Linked DNA regions of Mus musculus: regions 1, 3 and 4 are each linked to region 2. Evidence: chromatin contacts called from public Hi-C and promoter capture Hi-C data. All regions are on one chromosome and are shown on one strand. The core of a region is the stretch at or near the end of the contact, and the rest is flanking DNA. Distances in the headings are between cores, read along the strand shown.

Region 1 (3,052 bases), core at 486-2,985, 740 kb after region 2:
TAACTTCAATGTACTTTGCCTACTGTGACATCCTACCCCTTTGTTTTCTGTATTATATAAGACTGGTGTTCACTTTGTGACAATACACTCAGATGCAACCCATTCTCTCCTGTCATATTTGTTTGTCATTCACCGACTCCTTCGCCTACTTGCCACCAGAGACCCAAAAAAAAGGGATAGTCTGCACCACAAAACAAGGTGGAAAACTGATTTGCTCATTAGAGAGTACACTGGAAAAGGGAACCATGTTACTGACACACTTATATCTGAGAAAAATTCTTAGCCATGTGACAATGGTGGGCTGTTGTCCTTCTTTACTAAGGAGGCTAAATTACTTGTCTTAGTCAAAGAAGCAGAAAGTGAGTGCCAGATGTGAAACTATAGTCAGTATTTTTTCTACTAGGATAAATGGTCTGATTTAAACATTCAGAACTAAGGAAATATTTCAGCTAGATTTTAGAATTGAGTTTAGGGAGACAATATTAAAAAATAATTCAGGTAAAATATTCAAAGGAAATAAAGAAAGTAGGCTAATAAAATACAAAGGAAATAATGTCTTGATACCTTTGAGCCTAGAGCCTAGCACTAGGGGTGTAGGGTGGTGGTGATGGTGAGTTGACTATGTTCTCATTATTTGTGTCTTTTCTCTCATGGGGAGAGGCCTCTGAATGACCATTGTTAAATTAGTGGTCATGAAAGTCCCTGAAAGGTTTGGAAGAGACAGGAGAGTAGTCTGTTGTTCTGGGGATTACAGGAACCAGTTAGTCACAAGTGAAGGGCACTGTCCTATTAAGTAGCTCTGCCCTTGTGCAGAGGATTAGCACAGAGTGCCATGGACTCCTCTACTTTCCTTTGTAACCAAGGAACTGTTTCTCCTGGGTGATAACACATTGACTCTGGAGGCATGTAAGGATATTGTGTCCGAGGGCCTCTGTCTGTCCCTGTCTATCTCTGTCTGTCTCTGTGTCTGTTTTTCTCCTTCCTGAGCCTCAGATTTCATTGAACTTCAGAGGAGCCAGAGAACAGTCTGAGACTTCATCTTCTAAATGGCATGGCCTCATTGAATATGCTCTTTGAGATCTTATCCCATCTTTCTACAGCAAAGGGAGGTATCTTTTTTCTTTTCTTTTCTTTCCTTTCCTTTCCTTATCTTTTCTTTTTTTCTTTTCTTCCTTCTTTCCTTCCTTTCTTTTGAGCCTTGAAGTGTCAAATAGTGTACCATGGTTATTTAAGCTTTCTTTTTCTTTTTAGTTTATCTAGGATGAATTCAGGGACTGGAATAGATCTCAGATCAGGAAGACACAGTGACTTTGGTACTAAGAGCCTGGCACTATAGAAGTATGGATATGATAGCAACTTCTGTCTCAAGTTATCAGGTTTAATATTATACCTCTGACAGACATACATAGATTGTCCAAGAACTACTATGTTTCCCGTGATCACCTAAATTGTAGCAACCCTTAGTCCAACTGTCCAGAGATTCTTCCTGGCCACCACTGGCCCTGATCTTTGGCTTTCTCTCAATAGAGGGAGATGCTTAGTTGTTTCCCTTTTTCCCTGCTTGTGTCACTAATGCTTATCTGCCTTATTCAGAAAATCCTGTATTAGGACAACATTTCTTACCTTTGAGCATGGGGTGGTGGAGACAGATTCAGGTTCTCAGGAGGTGTTTTCTTTCATCTCCCGTAGTTAAAGAAGAAAACCTTCCTCTTCCCTCCACAATGGTGGCTGCTCTGCTGCACAGAAATATGTTATTGGTGATAGGTGGGGAGCTCTAGGGAAGAGAGAGTGCTTAGTTAATTTTAGAAAAAGTGGGGAATGACTTCTCCTTGGACAGTCTCTTTTTCTTTCAGTTTCATGACTTCCTCTTTCCTAGTACACTCCATACGTTTCAGTTCTCACATTTTGTATCACATCCTCCCAACATCTGAAAAAGCAGTCTTCATTTTGCTGGGCCATTCTGTCTCTTAAAGTAAGAGAGGCTCATGCTTTCTGCCATTTCTACCCTTCCTTTGTCTTCAGACTACTGTTACTAGAGGGATCTCAGGTGTCCTGCGATGTGATGCTCAGATCCTTCTTTGGTCAAACAATGAATAGAACTAGACATGGAGTTGTAGGAGTGAAGATGGTAGTGAAAGCACAGAATCCATTGCACAGGAGATGTTGGCTCCAGCAAGCATGCAGCCCCAAATCTGGTGAGGTTCCACATAGTTTATTAACAAAAGGCAATGAAGAGTTTTCTGAAGGGGTAGGTCTTTATTTGGCTACTAGAGGTAATTTATTTGTTGGAGGGAGCTTGTATAATCCTTATGGCAATCAAGGGCAGTTCAAATGATCACTTTCGATGGTTGCTGGGATTCAGTTTGTCATGTAAGCCTGAGTCTATGTTCTTGTTTCACTACTAGTCCCGTGTGCGTGCATGTGTGATCACATGGATGCATGTGTGCAGGCATCTGTATGGGGACCAGAGGACAAAATGAGTGTTGACACCTTGTTGGTATCATGGGCTTTTTACCTTGTTTTTAAACAGAATCTCTGTTTTGTGTTGCACATACCACGGCAGTAGGCCCAAGAGCTTCCAGGAATTCCCTTATCTTTGTCCTAATTTCCCTATAGATTATAGATGTTTGTTCTGTATCTTTCCTTTTATTTGAGTTCTGTAGATTTGTACTTTGTTCCTCATACTTGTGTGGCAAATGTGTTTACCCACCAAATCAATTCTCCAGCCTCCTGTCATGTCTAGTCTTGATATCAGGTATTACAAAAGCAGGACCATTTTCCAATCCAATTACCTTGTGAACTCTGAACCTCTGGAAATTTTCTACTAATATCTTATTAGCTACCATGGTAGCTGTTTCCTGCGTGGCAGGGAAAGCCTCAGTCCATCCAGAGAAAGTGTTTACAAACACTAGAAGGTATTTGTAACCATATTTTTCTGGCTTAACTTCTGTAAAATTGACCTCCCAATATACTCCAGGCCATTCTCTCCTAGGTCTTTTGCCCTGTTTACGCTTGGCCACATAAGCATTCACTTGCTAGCATACCTTAAACT
Region 2 (3,253 bases), core at 704-3,203:
TATAACCTTAGTTGATGATACAAGGTACCAACTGGAAGAAATCGGTGATGGGTGACCTTGGTCCAGTCTCACTGAAACACATCTTCCCTGAAGGATCTCTGGGTAAGCCAAGGCTCTGTACCATGAACACTACATAGGGGGGTCTTCATCCTAAAAAGATACTTGCTATTTAGACTTTGAAAGCTCTCAGGCCTATGTGGCCAGGAAAGGGGTTACTTGCTTCTAATTTGCAGAAATTCCACATTAATTTTTACCAACTCACCCAATGCAGTCTCTCATAATGGTTTCTCTAAAACACCCAGGGAGCAACTTCCAGCAGAACACCTCAACCACCAGTGTCTACTGTCCACTCCCTTGAAACTGTCTCACTGTGTGTTTAACTCTAACACTCCCCCCAAAGCCAGACAAGGTATAATTGTGAGAAAACAAGCGAGAGTGTTATTGTTAGAGAGTGCAGGTGTAAATCTGCCATGGCCAAAGGTACTGAACCTTAGTCGCATACACAACAATGACTGTCATTCGGATTTCTGCAGTGGAATAGTTCCAACTCTTGTGCAGACTCAGTTTACCCATTCTTAACCAGGTAGTGCTCACAGGAATCCGGGTTGGCAGTGCTATGTAGACTAGACATGTAGCAAACTACCTGCAGCTGGGGTGGCAATGTGATAAACACCCTTCTCCTAGGTATACTCTCCCTACTTTGTGTATCTTCATAACAGTCCAACTGGACTAGAACACCCTGTGCCTGGTCTTCCTCCTGTCTTTCCTCCTTTCTCCCCTCAACCTAGCATCTTTTGATCTTGGTTCATGTTCCTCTTTGTTTTTAAGGAGCGTCCATAACTTTTTCTTTTTTCTTCCTTCTTTTTTTTTTTTAGGAAAGAATTGAGTAGGAAATACTGCTGAAAGTACTTCCTGATTCCGGGTTTTCCTTTTTTTTTTTTTTTTTTTTTTTTCTTTTCTTTTCTTTCCTTTTTCTTTTTGGAGACAGGCTTTCTCTGGGTAGCCCTGGCTGTCCTGGAACTCACTTTATAGACCAGACTGGCCTTGAACTCAGAGATCTGCCTGCCTCTACCACCCCAGTGCTGAAATTAAAGGTGTGGACCACCACCACCAGACTCGGGGTTTTCCTTATTATTCCTGCCAAGCCAAGCTTGTTATGGAGGAAACACGACAGATCACATGCCCTTCTGCAAATGGCTTCCTAAGCCTTTGGGGGCTTTTAATCACAATTGAAGAAACCCTCCTATATCTCCATCTCCTTGATCGAAATCCCATTAATTGCTTCCCAGATACAAACCACACCAAATAATCCTGTTTTCATTTTAAATTTTAACTCTTACTCGTTTTCTTTTTAATGTGCAAGTTTGAGTCCAGAAAGCGTAAGGGGTGTTAGTCAGTTTCACTAAAATAGATGAACTGCTAGAAAGAGCACAGAGGAAAAGAAGCAGAGAGTTGAACACCCACAAGGAAGAATCTTACCAAAGCTGGCCAGCTTTCCTCCGACTGGGAATGTGTCCAGCTGCGTGCTCCTGGAGACAGGGTCCTGCGGTGTGAAGCTAGAGGCTCCTCACAGGCTGGTAATATACAGTGCTCATGTGACGGGGTGGGGAGAACCTATCTAAGGATCTTTACTTTGGCAGCGACTTGTAAACCAAGGCCACTAATCATGGGCAAACAAGGAGTCATTCACCTTTCCCCTGAGCATGCCTGGGTCAAATATTAACCACCTGGTGGACCACACATCTCTTTCAGCAATGATAATGTTTGCTAAGCACGGCCTTTTGTTCCTAAGCTGCCTCTTTCCTTATGTGTATGGTCCTTATCCTTGCTCAGGGTAGGACTGAAGTTTCACTGTGCATATGCCATAGATCCAAAAACATATTATCCCTGACGTTCAGGCCAACTTCAGGAACTACTTTGAAAGAAGTCTAAAGGAAGGAGTGAGGCAACTGTGCCCCCACCTCTCCAACCCCCAGAAATACACACAGCACTTCCTGGGCTCCTCCTCCCTCTGTCCATCCTCTGGAGAAAAAAGAATATATATTTATGGCTACTCAGCTTCCTGTTCTTTAAAGCACAGTTGCAAAACCAGCTGTCTACATCTAAGCATTATGGGAACCAAGTACAGAAGAAATTATGCATGTCTGCTCTGCTTATGAGGTAACTCTAAGATCGAAGAGTAGACAAGCCACGGGGTCAGACTTCTAAAACCCAGAAAGTACACAGTGAGGTAGTGAAGAAATCTACTAGAATTGTTCTAACAGATTCATCTTCAAGGCTGGACAGATCGCTCAGTGGTTGCAGGCACTTACTCAGGTTCAGTTCTCAGACCCACATGGCAGTTCCCAACCATATGTAGTGATGCCTTCATCTGGTCTCCCTGGGCATTGCATATGTGTGGTACACAGACATACATGCAGATAAATAAATACATACAATTTTAAAAGTTGCCATACATTTATCTTGTATATAGGGCAAAGTTGCAATATTTTAGCTCCTTGTCAATTTCTAGATTTTGCTCCATCATTGTGTAGATATTTATGTGTGATTTAAGCTGTACTAATTTCTAAAAGCAAAAATAGGGATGGGAGACCTACAGGTTGTCAGCGGAGTAGAGGTGGAGGCAGGGGCAAAGCATCTCTCACTGTGTGGAAGCGTGCTGGGGATGTCTGAGGTGAGTCTGGGCACAAAAAAAAAAAAAAAAAAAAAAAAACGAGAGCATCAGCTGACTCGCCGTAGCAGGAGGAAGAATTCAGCACTCCAGCATCTTCAGACTCCCTCAGCAAGGCTGGTCCTCTGTGTGGCAGGAACAGGGAACCCTCAGAAAGCAGCAAAAATGCAAGCAGGCAGCTTTGGGGCGCTGACTTGCAGACATGTTCACACCCGGACTTGGGAACACTTGGGGAAGACTGCACTGGTATAAAGGACCCACAGTACGGTCGGGATGGATCTGGATTCACTTCCGTTGGTGTAACTGAAGAAATGGGCTGCCAACATTCCTTTAAGTTAGTTAATCTCAGTGTCTCTCCATTGGGTGGATCCTTTCCAGAGAAGAATTTTTACTTACTCATTTCTATATTCTCAGTGACTGACACATAAGTCCTCATCAACTGATCTAGAGCCTCTAACCACGAAAAACATTCTGGGCTTCTCTTTAAAGGTTCAGAGATGCAAGATTTGGTAGCAGTTATTAAATAAACTTGATTGCTAAGCCGAGCAATCTCTGGCTGTGGGAGCTGGAAGATGCTTCCCC
Region 3 (3,333 bases), core at 416-2,915, 830 kb before region 2:
AGCGGCTTCAGCATCCTGCTGCCTTAGCTTGCCCACCCTGATGGGCTCTCCTCCATATGTGAACCAGAACAAACCCTTTTCTCTTAAAGTTGCTCCTGTCCAAGCTTTTTAGCACAGCGGCAGGAAAATAAAGACAAAGACACAAGAGAACTGAGTCTAAGGAGAAGAGATTTAATTTGGGGCTCTTGTTTGTGTAGCCAGAAAGAACCAGTCCAGAGGAGGCTGCAAGTGAGAGACCACAGAGAGAATACCAATATGTCTCCTGAGACCAACTCCTTCCTGTGAGCTCCACAGTGAACCGCAGAGCACCTAGGGGTCTGGCTTCTGACTCCTGCTTCTGCTGATGAAGGTGAAAAAGTTCTAAGAGCATCCCAGGGGGATGGGCAGGGTGATACATAGCTCTCTGTTTTTGGCACTCAAGAGGCCGAAGACAGACTGATAAGCAGTTTGAGGCCAGCCTGGCATACACAGTGAGAGCCTGTCACAAGTAAGGCCCCAAAATTTGTAAATGTGGAGAATGCCCTTAGGGAGACATGGCTGCAGGGCTTGGCGGCGGGTGGGGGTGGTGGGTGGTGGTGGGGGGTGGTGTCAAAGGTTAGAGCTGGCAAATTCCTTGAAACTTGTTTGTGTTGACTTTGATGAAGATCCAGATATTTGATAAAAAGCTGAGTAACTTAGCCCTTTCCTCAGCAGGACAAACTGCCACACACACCAGCCAGTACCAAGAATCTGCTCAGGCCAGGTGGTTCACATTCTCTCAAGAGCCAGAACCAGCTTGTTGGGGCTGCAGAGGCAGCGTGCAGAGATTCCTAGCAGTGCTCTGAACTGACAGGCCCTGAGTCAAGGGTGCAAGGTGTTGGCACACTCAGCTGGTAAGGGGCACTGTGGGGAGTCCTGGAGGTTCTTTGTTCTCAGCCTGCCACCTTGGTGGGCGGTGCTGATGGGCACAGCCCTGGGGCTTATAAGTGGGATGAGACATTGGTGAACCCTCCATCAAAGGTAAACACTTTGTTCTTCATAAAAAAGGATGGTTCTATCCTCCCACGTTGCTAAAAGCAGGACCTGTAAGCCAGAGCAAACATCAAAGAAGGTCCCAGGAACTTTGGGATTTCTGGCCAGGAGGTTGGATCTAAATGTCCTGAGGATACCCACATGGAGACCAGACAGTATCTCTTTCCTCCTACCCACCTAACCCAGATAGCACAGTGCTCCTCAAATCCAGAGGACACTCCCTCCTCCCAGACTGTCTTGATCCAGAAATCTTTTCAGTCTCAACCCACCTCTAGGCTGTAAGCGGCCTTAGGCAAGACACATCCCTGCCTCCCACTCTCTTCCCCTGACTGTCTTCAGGTTTCTTCCTGCAGAGCTGTCAGAGACTACCAAGGCAGCCTGTTCTCCACTCCTTCTGTGGCTACCATAAGGAGTGCTGGGAAGCAGGGAGCAATCAGAAGCCCCTTTCTCCAAGGACCAGCTGGACTTGTGAATCTGTGCTGCACAGCCCAAGGCCTGGGTGAGACGGTCTTTGGTGGTGAACCATAGGAGGAGGGTTGGCTGTAGATGGCTGCTCTGAGGGGTGACCTTGAGCAAGTACTTTGCCTTCTTGGAGTGACAGAATCTGTAAGGTACTACTGAGCAGTTCTTAGAGGTGAGGGGAGGCACACAGGGGAAGCTGGAGAAGACCGGAGACTCTGGGAAGCGTGGGCAGGTCTCGTTAGCCCAATGTGCCTCTAATTACTTTAACCCTGCCAGCAGAAGGCATGGCACCAGATGTGGCCTGGCTCCTTGTCCTCCCGCTTGTCTTCCGGCCAACTCTGGTGACAGGCATCACAATTCAGACGGCCATCAAGAACTTCCGAACCTTACATGTTGACTACCCCATGGTTAACTACCCAAAGGGATTCCACGGATACTGTAATGGCCTCATGGCCTACGTGAGAGGCAAACTGCAGGACTGGTACTGCCCTAAGATCCACTATGTGGTCCACGCCCCCTTGGAAGACATCCAGAAGTTCTGTAAATACAGCGAGAGCTTCTGTGAAAACTACAACGAGTACTGCACCCTCACTCAGAACTCCTTCCCCGTCACAATCTGCACCCTGGTTCATCAACAGGCACCAACCAGCTGTAGCTATAACAGCACCCTGACCAACCAAAGGCTGTACTTGCTCTGCTCCCGCAAGCATGATGCTGAGCCTATAGGTATCATTGGTCTCTACTAGGGACTTAGTTCTCAAACTAGTCCCACCTACTACAGGCCTCTACATGCCACACGAAGGCCCGTTCCCAAACTCTGAGTCTGTCTGCAAGTCTTCCTCCTGACATCTGAAGCAGAACCCCGCCCTCCTTCAGGCTCTTTCGCCTTCTCATGGCCCCCACCATGAGCCTTCCTCTCCCAGTGACAGTGAAACCCACCCAAGAAGCAGACTGTGTCCAGCTGGCAGTGCTTGTGTATCTGCTGGGTCAGATCCCGACTCCTGGAGGGAGGCCCAGGCCCCAGATCACACCATGGCAACAGGCACCCAGCTCCAGTATCTCTCCCTAGGCCTGTTTTTAGTGTCAGCCAGTCCTCCACCCCCACCACACCTCCCGCAACCTCAAGTTCCCTTCCAATTCCTGCCACGCTCCGGCAATAAGAACCTCAGGCCCGTTTGCCTCCCTTTCCCACAGCCCCCAGTCTCCAGCCTGTACTAATCTGTGATTTCCCCTTTCCCTTCATATAACCCATCCTTCTCCCCTCCTCCCACCATGGAGCCTAGTACTGTTTTCCCTGACTTTCCCAACCAACGTTAGCCATGCTGCCTGCCTGTTTCCAACCACTGTCCTCCATCTCTCTCACCTTGGCCCCCCACAATTTCAAATGATCGTTCTTGTCCTTTCCAAGGTCCCTCGGTCCCTCTGAACCCCCTTATCTCTTTCACTCAGGTGACAGGGGAAGAGGCAGTCCCAGCCCCAGTCATGTTCTGTGTAAAAACCACTGTGGGAAACTGGGCAGGGGGCGCATGAGCCCCTTTTTAGACTGACTTCTTGTGAATCTGTACTCATTTCTTAATAAAATGTTAAAAACACATTCAAACTCAATTATGGTTGAATTCCCTTCCCTGCTTTAGGTGTCCTGGTGATCTGACCGTCTTAGCAGTGGAAATGTCTTCTGCTCTGTGGGCATGAGGGTGGAGGTGGGGTTCGTGAAAGACGTTAATGGCAGTGCCTGAGAGGCAGAGGCAGGCAGATCTCTGGGAGTTCAAGGCTAGCCTGATCTAGCATTCCAGGCCAGCCAGGACGGCACAGTGAAACTCCTGTCTCAAAAAGCAACCGACTAGAAAGATTGTATCTTTC
Region 4 (3,078 bases), core at 338-2,837, 810 kb before region 2:
GATAGAAATATCCAGCATGTAAAAAGAAAGGATGGGAGATGGTGGCCCGTGAAGAACAGTGGTAAACACATTGAAGCTGGGGTAGAAGGGAGGGGCCCGGGTCCTTTGGCCACACTAACTTGGATAGCTGTCAGCGTGCACCTAAAGTGGGACTAAGGGAAAGAGCTTAGGTCCGACTGCTTGGGGCTTGGCATCAGGGTGGGAAGAGCTACCTCAGGCTCTGACCATACTGTGACGTGTAGAGCGTGACCTCCTGTCTCACACAACTTCTGCTGTGACAATAAACTATAGAGGAAACTGAACAGCATTGTTAATCCGGGTCTGAATGCGCCTGTACCCTGCCCCTTGCTTGCCTTTCCTTGTTCCTCTGAAAGCACCTGGGATGGCTTGTGGGGTATAAAAGCTGCACAGAGTGTGACCACGGGAGCCAAGAAAGTGGTGTCATTCTTTTTATTAATAGCATTTTTAAGCTTGGGAAAGAGGAGCTGTTGTAGAGATGTCATCAATATCATGTCCTTTAAGAAAACCGACTGAGGGGCTGGAGAGATGGCTCAGCGGTTAAGAGCACTGGCTGCTCTTCCAGCCGTCCTGAGTTCAGGTCCCAGCAACCACATGGTGATGGAATCTGATGCCCTCTTCTGGAGTCTGAAGACGGCTACAATATATTTATTTATTATATGTAAGTACATTGTAACTGTCTTCATACCTGCCAGAAGAGGGCATCAGATCTCTTTAAGGATGGTTGTGAGCCTCCATGTCACCTTTGCGTTACCTAGAGTACATTTTAGATGGATCATTCAGCAAGAGAGTAAACTCGGACACAGAGTGCTACGTACCACAGGGCACTGCTGCTTATAAGTTCATCCTATTTGTGATTCAAGAAGGTCACAGTCAAAGGGACTTCTTTTTAGGATTTTACTCACTGATGGATTCCAGGGGATCTGGGAGCAAAATGATGGTTCTGTAAGAGGCCGTTAAGCAATTATGAGTAACAACCATGGGGATTCAGATGTCTTGTAGCTGTCGCAGGTTCCTTCTTGGACTCTCGAGGCAAAAGGAGGGGGCTGGGGAGATGGCTCAGCATGTACAGTCCTTGTGCCACCATGACGACCTGTGTTCTGATCCCTAGCATACACTGAAAAAAAAAAATCTGGGTTTGACTGTGCACGTATAATCCCATGGCTGGGAGGCAGAGACAGGAGGACCCCAGGGGCTCACTAGTGGGCTAGCCTAGCCCATCAGTGGACACCATTTTCAGTTGGGACCTAGTATTGAGAGAACATTCTTCCTGAGGGTGTGGGGCTAAGCACTGTATGTCTCCTCATGACGCCCCAATAACAAAGCAAAGCTCAGCTCTATCAGAGTTCACCCTGGGGGGCCACCGAGTTCACTAAGCTTTCATAGAGATTATGGGTAACTTTAAGGCAGGTACCCTGGAAGGTCTGTACCCAGCCTAGGTGGTGACTCCCCGTTTGCGGCTCAGGTGGAGCTCTCGTCTAGTGTTCCCTGGGCTGTAGACTGTAGACTGCTCCCTCCCCAGGACTCCCAGGCCTCATGGAATTTGGCACAAAGGGCTGAGTTCTCAGGTGAGGGTCCTGTGACCCTGCTTCCTGCCTACGTGCCAACACGCCCAGGCGTGCTGATCTTTTACAAGCAGGAGTGACAACGGTGGCTGTTTGATTTAGAGGGTTGGGCTGGATGACACCCAGTCTCAAAAAATTAGGCGTAGAGTGATGGAGGAATCAACCCAAAGTCCACCTCTGCCTTCACACGTAGGTGTACAGACATAAACACTCAGGAGTACACTGTGAACATGCGCATGCGCGCGCGCACACACACACACACACACACAAATATGAAGGAGAAAGCACTTTATGAATTATGTAGATAGAATATTGTTTGCGATCATTAAAGCTTGCTTTATGGAAATCCCAACTGTCGCATTTCTTCAATGGCAGTGAGTGGGAAACTGGGCCCCTTGACATCAAGTGCTCACATTCCAACACGGTAGTGAGCCACTGTGTCCTTGTTGCTGAGGCTTTTCTTTCTTGTGCTGGGGATTGGACCCAGGACCTTGTGCGTGCTAGGCCAGTGCTCTACTACTGAGCTGCAGCCTTACCCCTAAGCCTATTTCCATGTTGTAGGCCAGTGTCAGAAGAGGGCGTTAGTGGGTTAGAGTTAGCTGCTGGATGGGTGTTGGGTCAGACAAAAAAGATTGCTGAAATGCCACAGGGAAAGAATGCAAAGCATGTAATCACTGGGGTCATTTAGCCCAACGTAAGGAAAAAGTGAAGCCCTAAGACCTCAACCAGCCTTTACTGGTAGAGCTGCTGTTGTGTATTATGGAAGGGAAGAGGAATCTTTGCTTGGTATCTGCCTACGAAAGTAGTACTGTTAGCAGAGTGATTTTCACATTTCATTTAAGTGTACATGTATGTGCATACAACTATAGGTGTTTCTGCTCCAGAATCTAAGGCAGGTGAAGAGGTGTTTTGCAGGAACTTGGGGGAGGACATTTGGTGTCTCTGGTTGACCCTAGTTTTTGGACCTACATAGTCTAGTTCACCTGTGGAGTCACAGCGCCGCCCTGTGGCCAGCCCCCAGTCTTACAGCCCTATTGTTCATGAACATAAGGCAGCCCTGAAACCAAGACCTGCTTTGAATCTTGTTTTTTTCCTAAGGAATTTGAGTGTCTTCCAGACATTAGGGGCAGGTGAGGTAAGAAACAGCTCAAGAGAATGAGAAATCAGAACAGAGTGAAAAAGGACCTTACAGTCAGTTTGAAGCTCTTATGAGTTTCATAATGACATTTTGGCCAGCCCTACATATATCTCACCACTTATGTGACAATAGACCCACAGTATTCTCTTACAGACGCCAATGGCTTCTTGGGTTGTGTAGCACATTCTCCAGTGTTTTCTCAACGACAAAAACATTACTGAATATATGCTTCTCAGAACATATCCTTGTCTTTAAGCAATATATAATTGTACAGACCTTACAGTAGGCAGAAGTGAAACCAAGATCAGAAGAAAGGTTGGAGTGGGAACAGCACCATTGAAAGGTAAGTCAGGAGTA

What was found. Promoter capture Hi-C pulls out the DNA fragments that hold promoters and counts their contacts. A called contact is a pair of places that touch in the nucleus more often than the background predicts.
Region 1: a contact with region 2 is called in a promoter capture Hi-C map of liver, with 7 times the contacts expected there. The contact joins the promoter of Tlr11 here to the promoter of Ang in region 2. A contact is called at or near these places in 3 of 39 promoter capture datasets (liver and pre-B cells) and 1 of 115 datasets of contacts at active chromatin or transcription factors (microglia).
Region 3: a promoter capture Hi-C map of liver shows a contact between it and region 2, with 7 times the contacts expected there. The contact joins the promoter of Rnase13 here to the promoter of Ang in region 2. A contact is called at or near these places in 1 of 39 promoter capture datasets (liver), 3 of 484 Hi-C or Micro-C datasets (cortical neurons and uterus), 1 of 115 datasets of contacts at active chromatin or transcription factors (pancreatic cancer cells) and 2 of 9 other capture datasets (adipose tissue and pancreatic islet).
Region 4: a Hi-C map of liver shows a contact between it and region 2, with 3 times the contacts expected there. The contact joins the enhancer-like site here to the promoter of Ang in region 2. A contact is called at or near these places in 1 of 39 promoter capture datasets (embryonic stem cells), 2 of 484 Hi-C or Micro-C datasets (liver and uterus) and 4 of 115 datasets of contacts at active chromatin or transcription factors (bone marrow-derived macrophages and embryonic stem cells).

Annotation. Positions count from the first base shown.
Region 1 is chr14:50,356,597-50,359,648 of GRCm38.p6, reverse strand. Tlr11 (toll-like receptor 11) reads right to left here and starts at 1,735. Exons shown (of 2, transcript NM_205819.3): 1 at 1,624-1,735. The coding sequence starts at 1,633.
Region 2 is chr14:51,094,700-51,097,952 of GRCm38.p6, reverse strand. It overlaps Ang (angiogenin, ribonuclease, RNase A family, 5), which reads right to left and starts at 1,953. Exons shown (of 2, transcript NM_007447.3): 1 at 1,480-1,953. Rnase4 (ribonuclease, RNase A family 4) reads right to left here and starts at 1,953. Exons shown (of 2, transcript NM_201239.3): 1 at 1,480-1,953.
Region 3 is chr14:51,921,105-51,924,437 of GRCm38.p6, reverse strand. It overlaps Rnase13 (ribonuclease, RNase A family, 13 (non-active)), which reads left to right and starts at 1,665. Exons shown (of 1, transcript NM_001011687.2): 1 at 1,665-2,278. The coding sequence starts at 1,758. The coding sequence ends at 2,219.
Region 4 is chr14:51,902,505-51,905,582 of GRCm38.p6, reverse strand. It overlaps Ndrg2 (N-myc downstream regulated gene 2), which reads left to right. Exons shown (of 15, transcript NM_001145959.1): 15 at 1-312. Among named protein-coding and RNA genes, the nearest start is that of Ndrg2, 9.4 kb to the left of the region's middle. Within about 2 kb of position 1,587, at least 33 of the 459 cell types and tissues checked have an H3K27ac peak or open chromatin away from gene starts, as enhancers often do. A contact at or near this core is called in embryonic stem cells and liver, where this site is marked.